2 separate regions of the Sus scrofa genome follow, and region 2 is linked to region 1. Evidence: chromatin contacts called from public HiChIP or PLAC-seq data. All regions are on one chromosome and are shown on one strand. The core of a region is the stretch at or near the end of the contact, and the rest is flanking DNA. Distances in the headings are between cores, read along the strand shown.

What was found. HiChIP or PLAC-seq counts read pairs in DNA pulled down with a chosen protein or histone mark.
Region 2: an H3K27ac HiChIP or PLAC-seq map of alveolar macrophages shows a contact between it and region 1, with 5 times the contacts expected there. The contact joins two enhancer-like sites. A contact is called at or near these places in 1 of 47 Hi-C or Micro-C datasets (embryonic fibroblasts) and 1 of 2 datasets of contacts at active chromatin or transcription factors (alveolar macrophages).

The regions. Positions count from the first base shown.
Region 1 is chr14:120,786,856-120,790,453 of Sscrofa11.1, reverse strand. No RefSeq gene overlaps it. Among named protein-coding and RNA genes, the nearest start is that of SMNDC1, 49 kb to the right of the region's middle. Within about 2 kb of position 1,668, at least 17 of the 83 cell types and tissues checked have an H3K27ac peak or open chromatin away from gene starts, as enhancers often do. A contact at or near this core is called in alveolar macrophages, where this site is marked.
Region 2 is chr14:120,944,435-120,948,032 of Sscrofa11.1, reverse strand. No RefSeq gene overlaps it. Among named protein-coding and RNA genes, the nearest start is that of SMC3, 23 kb to the left of the region's middle. Within about 2 kb of position 1,617, at least 11 of the 83 cell types and tissues checked have an H3K27ac peak or open chromatin away from gene starts, as enhancers often do. A contact at or near this core is called in alveolar macrophages, where this site is marked.

The DNA.
Region 1 (3,598 bases), core at 419-2,918:
CAGCTGCTATTTCTGACTCTTGGCCTTTCCTGGGAAGATGTCAGTTCCTGGAGCCTCCATGTTGTGATGGGCAGGTGGGCAGAGGCTGAATCCTTCACTGGGGACTCTTAGGGGTGCCTGTTGTGGAACTGACCCCATTCCGGGGAAGGACCCTAGGGGAGCTTCCTCGGCAAGGGAAGGAGGGCAGGTGCATAAACAAAGCAAAGTCCATGAGTTGGCAGAACAGCATCCGGCCTCGGAGCACAGAACCAGCCTAAGGCATGCGGGCGTCCAGACCAGACAAGAGACCTGCCACAGCAGGGTGTTTGGGGAAGAAACAGGAAAGCAAGATGCAAAGGTGAGAGGACCCACAGGCCTCTGCAGCTGCTGAAGAAGGTGATGAGAGCGAGTGGGGCCAGAAAGGCTGGCGGGTCCCACAGGTGACCACCGTCGTCAGGGAGACAGAGCAGTGGGAAGAAGGGGAAGGGGCTCAGAAAGATGGAAGGGGGGCATGAATACGCACTGAGCACCCAGTGCGTGCCAGAAACCATGCTAAATTGTGGTCATTTATAATCCTCCCACCATCTCTCCGAGGTGGGGGCTAGAGTCACCCCCAGACGGGAAAAGAAGGCCCAGCAAATGGCAGTGATGCCCCAGTTCTCGGGCTGTGAGCCTCCGACTTTTCCCACGGTGCCCTCTGCCTGTTTATCTCCCACTGTCTTCAGCCCAGCAGACCTGTGGGAGGGGAGTCCGGCCCTTGTGGCATGAATGCAGCCCACCTGGCAGAAATTGTTCTCGGCTGCCACAGACCAACGCAGCCTCACATGACTTGGAGATATTTCCACGTATTTGCTTATTTTCACTCAGCCAAGAACTTCCAAGGCGCATCATTCCTGGAGGATTTGTTCATCGATGTGTCACGGTCTAGCCACTGAGCCTGTGAGCAGGAAGGAAGTGGCAGGTGCAGAGATCAAACATCTGTCTTCTTGTGCGTCTTATAAAGTTGGGACTTCTGTCCACATGGAGACCGGGCTTCCCTCTAACTTGGAGGGTTTGATGGCCTGAAGCTTGGACTGTGGACTGCCCTGCGTTTGGGGTGGGAAGCAGTGTGGGCTGGAGGGTCTTCCATGGAGGACGGTGCCTTAGCAGCTCGACCCTCCGGCAAGGCCAGCTCTTTTTGCCCCTCCCACCCCCCAAGGTGCCTGCTGGGAACTGGACACCACCTGGGCCACCAGTTATGCCTCACAAAGACGCAAGTCACTGTCCCTGTGAGGATGAGGACCCAGGGGCTCAGAGCAAGTGCTCTTTGCTGGGCAAGTTGATGACAGGGTTATTGCAATTGCTGGGACCCTCCTTCTGGCCTGGGTCCCACACCCAAGAATGCATTGACCTGAGATTTGAGCAGGTCTCAGGAGTGACCAAGGCCACTCTCCAGTCCTGCAGGCAGTGCTTGTGGCTCTTACGAAAGTTTGTGCTTGCTGGAAGCCCAGTTCCTTTCAGGTGTTGCATTTTGCTGTTTCTTGTCTTTTTTTAGGCCTGGGGGTTGGGGCGGGGGACCGAGGTAGAGATGTGCTATTTTACACAACCGACTTGCCTGCACGTCATCTAAACACCAAGTTCCGTTCGCAGAGGAAGTGAGAGGTGTCCAATTCGGTCATGCAGAACACAGCTGGGCTGCCTGAAACGAAACACAGCGGCTACTCTGAAGGAGGTGTCGTCCCTGGGCCTGTATGGGGTTGAGTCACAGCAGACACCACTCACCACTCCCACGTCAAGAATACCCGGCCATTGTCCCTAGTTCAGGTCATTTCCGACCTACTCCCTGGAATCCACCTTAAAGGAGAAAGGGAAGGGAAGGGAAGGAAGCAGAAACCGGGGTGGCTAAGCTGAGGAGAGCTGGCACCTGAATGTGGGATCCCCATCACCACCCTGGGTGTCTGACCGCCACCAGCTTGTCCAATGTTTGTGTCCTTAGGTCATCTCAGCTTTGGTTACATTCTAGACCCAGGAGCGAATCCAGGGGGTGTGGTGCCCAAAGACTTACAATTTGGGGGCACTCATTCATAAAAAGAATGCAAAACTATGAAAACAACGTTAAATACCAAGCAAATATTTATTTAGATGGGAGGTGGGGGTGGGGGTGGTAATCTCAGCACATTGCTGACACCCTGCAGATTCGATCTATATCTTCAGTAATCCTTTTAGGCAGTTTGTCAGAAATGCACGCGCAGAAACATGTCCTGTTTGTAACTGACTTACTCCCTGCCCAGAACACTCCTAGCATCCCCTGCTCTTGCAGGGCCCTGGATGTTTATGTCTCATGGGCTTTATAGTAAGTGCACCTCTAATGCAACATGAGTTGACAACCTAACAATCATGAAAGCTGTGGGTGCACAGAATCTCACAGGGCAGGTGTTCTCGATCCTTTTGGGATCCTGGTCCTTTCTGAGAGTTGAATGAGAGCTATGGATCCTCCCTAGAAAAATGCACAACACTCATGTCCACTGGATTTTACATATAATTCCAGAGATCCTTGGATCCACTTAGAGCCTACCTGTGGATCCCAGGTAAGGCACCCATGAAATAATGTGATCCATTCATTTCGTAGATGAGGCAGCAAATACCCAGAGGGGTGGGTGACTTGCTCAAGGTCACACAGCCAGCTGGGAGCAGAGTCAGAACTGCCCCTTTGGCACTGGACATGAAGTAAGGTCTCCAGGGAAGGAAACTCCAAGTTAGGGCCCCTCAGAGGGTCTTTCTCCTGTCTTCTGGCTTCTTTCCTAGACATTTATTTTTGCCTAGTACAATTCAGGGAGAGCAGAAATGATGGCATTGAAATATGAACACAGAAACACAGACAGAAAGAGATTGCAGGGTCTGGGTTTAAATGCAATGAAAAATATAAAGTTGAGAAAGAGCAAGCAAACGACATGCAAATATCCTAACAAAACCTGGGGCTGCCCAGTTTGGTACTTGGAGACCTGAGCCCTGGGGAAGCTGGGGGCCTGTCTGAGCCCGTGGTTTGCTTCTCATGCCAAGACTCCCCTTGTACCCAGGTTGGGTGGTGGCTGGCCTAAGCTGTGTGCTTTCTTCTGGCAGGTATGGTTTTTTTTCTGCCTGCATAGCTTGCTTGCCACATCCCAGCCTCAGCCCACCCGCCACAAAATAGCACAGCTGCCTCAACACTTCCTCTGAGCCCCTGACGAACTGAGGTCTCCTGGTACCGCCCCTCTGGACACCTGGCTCTTTCCCTTCAGAGCACAGTGTCTGTTACAGTTCTGTGTTTGTTTCAGCTCCATGTCCCCCCACTAGATGTGAAACTCTGTGTGAACAAGGTCTGGGTTCCATCATCACTTGCTGATCGACTAATTGATTGATTGATTGACTGATTTTTGGCTGCACTCATGGCATATGTTCCCAGGCCAGGGATAAAATGCAACACTGGATCCTTAACCCACTGAGCCTGGGATCTAACCCATGCCTCTGCACTGACCTGAGCCACTCCCATCAGATCCTTAACCCTCTGTACCACAGTGGAAACTCCATCATTTGCTGATTTAAATAAATGGTGGCCTCTGCTGGTTTGGACTGGGGTACCTAGAACAAATGCCTATTGGAC
Region 2 (3,598 bases), core at 368-2,867, 160 kb before region 1:
GACTAAAGTCTCCCTCCCTCCCCCAGACCTAGTCCTTTGGTCTCCCCTTCCAGGGACAAACACCATGACCAGTTTTTTGTTTTTTTGTTTTTTGGTTTGTGTGTGTGTGTGTGTGTGTGTGTGTGTGTGTGTGTGTGTATCCGTTTGGAGGGTCACTAAACAATCAGAAGGCATTTTATTTATTGTCCATAGAATGTGCATTTGTGTACTGCCTTAAAAAATAATGCTTTCTCATTTCTCCTAACACTATTCATTCACTTAATTTAACTGGGGACCAGTACCAGGCATACAAGGACCATAAGGCAGTTGTGACCTTCAGGGAGCTCTTATAAAGCAGAGGCTACTTGGATTGGTGGCCCAGACACCCCTTAGTCCCACCTGGTCACCACTGGCGCCATCTTGTGGCAGTGGCTGGTTGTCGCAAAGCCTCCAGCCAAGGCCTTCCCTGTGCAAAGGGAAATTCTTCTCCTCAAAGTTCCCATCAGGACCCAAGAGGCTCTAGTGCGGAACAGGCCTCATGAACATTTTCCTTTCGAAGTGCTGAGAATTCCCAGCCTAGCATCCCTGAACCGGAAGGGACTTTAGAAGGTGACTCTCAGACTCCCCCTCCCACACATCCCATCCTCATCATGGAAACTTCTGACCTCGGTAGGGTTGGGAACACACCAAGGACCAGGCACTTCTTCCCGGGGCAGCCCACTCAGTGGTCACATAACACAATGGCTAGAAATATCTCCCCATATTAGACAAGACATGTGACTCAGGGACACCCATCCTCTGTTCCCAGTGCAAGATCGTCCAACAGGCCAACCAAACAAGGCTGATGAGATCAGCAAAGTGGAGGCATCTGAAGCCATAAAAAAAAAAAATTCAAAGGATATTGATATTTGATACTATTAAAAAAGACAAGGAAAGAAAGCATCAAAGTGTGGTCATATCATAAGAAAAATCAGACTTGATTGGACTTCCTTACCTTTGTTTTTAGAAATTAGAGTGTTTTATGTTGGGTTACCCATTGGGGGAGGGTGGGCAAGAAATAGCATCTCTAGAGGTTTAAGATTCTACAGGTGGTAAACAATGTTTCTAGATTCTGCTCTTTGCGTTTACCCAGAGGAAGCGTCCCCCTCCAGACAGCCCTGCAAGTAGCTGATGACTCCTGCTCTCACATTCAACGTTCGCTGAAGTTTGTCAACCTCCAGGAAGCCCTTTCTGAGCAACTGGGAGAGAGCTGGGGTTTCCCCCAAGTCACACAACCCCATCTGTGTTTGTCTTTCCACTCAGAGCCCTGACTCCTATGTTTGGAGATGGCAGTCTCTTCTGAGTGGGTGCCCGCGAGGCGCCCACAAGGTCAGTGACTACTCCTTACTTCACGGCTGAGGCTTGAACATCCGCCTACCTGTCCCCATCAGCCTTACATCACCAGTCTAGGGGGGTTGGGATCGTCATCCTTTTGTCTCCTTACCCAGTCCCAGGACAACCAGGGTCTCCCACCAGGCTCTCCTTAGCAGGGTTGTTGGACGGGGCTGAGGTTGAAAGCTGGTGCCTCTTAGCCTGGTAGGATGAGGGCAAAGGAAGGGGTGACTAAGCCTCCCTGGCAGCCCAGGGGTCATACATATCATGGCTCATTACTAAACAGGGCATGGCAGAGTGAGGGCTCTGGAGCACAGGGGACCCTGAATGATACAGGAAGTGGTCACTGTGATTCAACCACAGAACTTTTTTCCTGAGTGTCATCTGTTGAGAGTGACACAGCTTTGGGGGAAAGTCACTGTACTGAGGTGGGGGCCTGGGTGGGCGGGGGGAATGTTTAAGTTATGGGCTGGTGGTGCCACAGAAACTGGGCAGTGAAACCAGGAAGGAGAGCAGGCTCCTGAAGCACTGGTGTCTCCATGGAGCCATGGCCAACACGGATCCCAGCCATATGGGAAGATGCTTCTCTGTAGAGGGGGCAGCTCCGAGGAGGCAGCATCTCTCTGCCTTCCTGGAGCTGGAGATTCTATTTACTAGGGCTACCACTTGGATAGTTATTTTACTTTTCCATGCCTTGATTTCCTTACTATGATGGGAATGATAGTGGAATCCACTAACAGCTTTGTTGTGAAAATAAATGAGATGTTATGTTTACCACTTAGAAAAGAGATTGGTATAAGGTAGGTTTGTAATAAGAGCTGTTATTATTTTGTATTCGCTATAACCAGAGACTCTCAGAGGTGGAAATCTTAGTCTGAAAATCCGTTTTATTTTTATTTTATTTTTGTCTTTTTAGGGCCACACTCATGGCATATGGAGGTTCCCAGGTTATGGGTCTAATTGGAGCTGTGCTGCTGGCATACGCCACAGCCTCAGCAATGCCAGATCTGAGCCGTGTCTGCAACCTACACCATAGCTCACGGCAAGGCCAAGGATCCTTAACTCACTGAGCAAGGTCAAGGTTGAACCCACCTCATGGTTTCTAATCAGATTCGTTTCCGCTGTGCCACAAGGGGAACTCCTTCCTCAATTTTAAAATGGTTAAAAAAAGAAAAAAAAAGAAAAAAGATATTAGGTTAAAATTAAGGAAATCTGAATAAAGCATAAACTTTAGTTAAAAAATAAATAAAAACATAAATGTTGGAGAGGGAGTGGAGAAAAGGGAATAGTGCCATTTGCAGCAACGTGAATGGAAATATATACACATAACATATATACATAAAACTGAATCAGTTTGTTGTACATCAGAACTAACACAACATTGTAAATCAACTACACTTCAACAAAACCAAAAACAAAGTATTTTTTTGGTTTAAAAAATGTATTGGCTAGGAGTTCCCATTATGGTTCAGGTAGTGAACCCGACTGGGATCCATGAGAATTTGGGTTCTATCCCTGGCCTTGCTCAGTGGGTTAAGGATCTGGCATTGCCGTGAGCTGTGGTGTAGGTTGCAGATGTGACCTGGATCCGTGTTGCTGTGATTTTGGCTCTGAATGGACCCCTAGCCTGGGAACTTCCATATGCTGAAAGTGTGGCCCTTAAAAAAGCAAAAAATAAAACAATGTATTAAAAAATGTATTGGCTAGAAGTAGGACTAAAACTATCTTGTTCATTATTTTATTTCAGTGCTTAAACTTGCACCTAGCACTCAGTAGGTGCTCTGTATTTTTCAGATCTTTTGCTCTTAGCAGTTTGAATATGATGTGTATAGGTTTGCTTTATTCGTTTGTGTGTTTGTTTTTAGGGCTGCATTTGCAGTAGGCTAGGGGTTGAATCAGAGCTGTAGCTCCCAGCCTATACCACAGCCATAGCAACACCAGATCTGAAACCAAGCCTGTGACCTACACCACAGCTCACGCAATGCCAGATCCTTAACCCACTGAGTGAGGACAGGGATTGAATAGTGTCCTCATGGATGCTAGTCAGATTCGTTTCTGCTGAACCACAGTGGGAATGCCTGAAAATGCATTTTATTTTATTTTATTTTGTCTTTCTATCTTTTCTAGGGCCACACCCATGGCATGTGGAGGTTCCCAGGCTAGGGGTCCAATAGGAGCTATAGCCACCAGCCTACACCAGAGCCACAGCAACACCAAAGCCACAGCAATGTCAGATCTGAGCTGCATC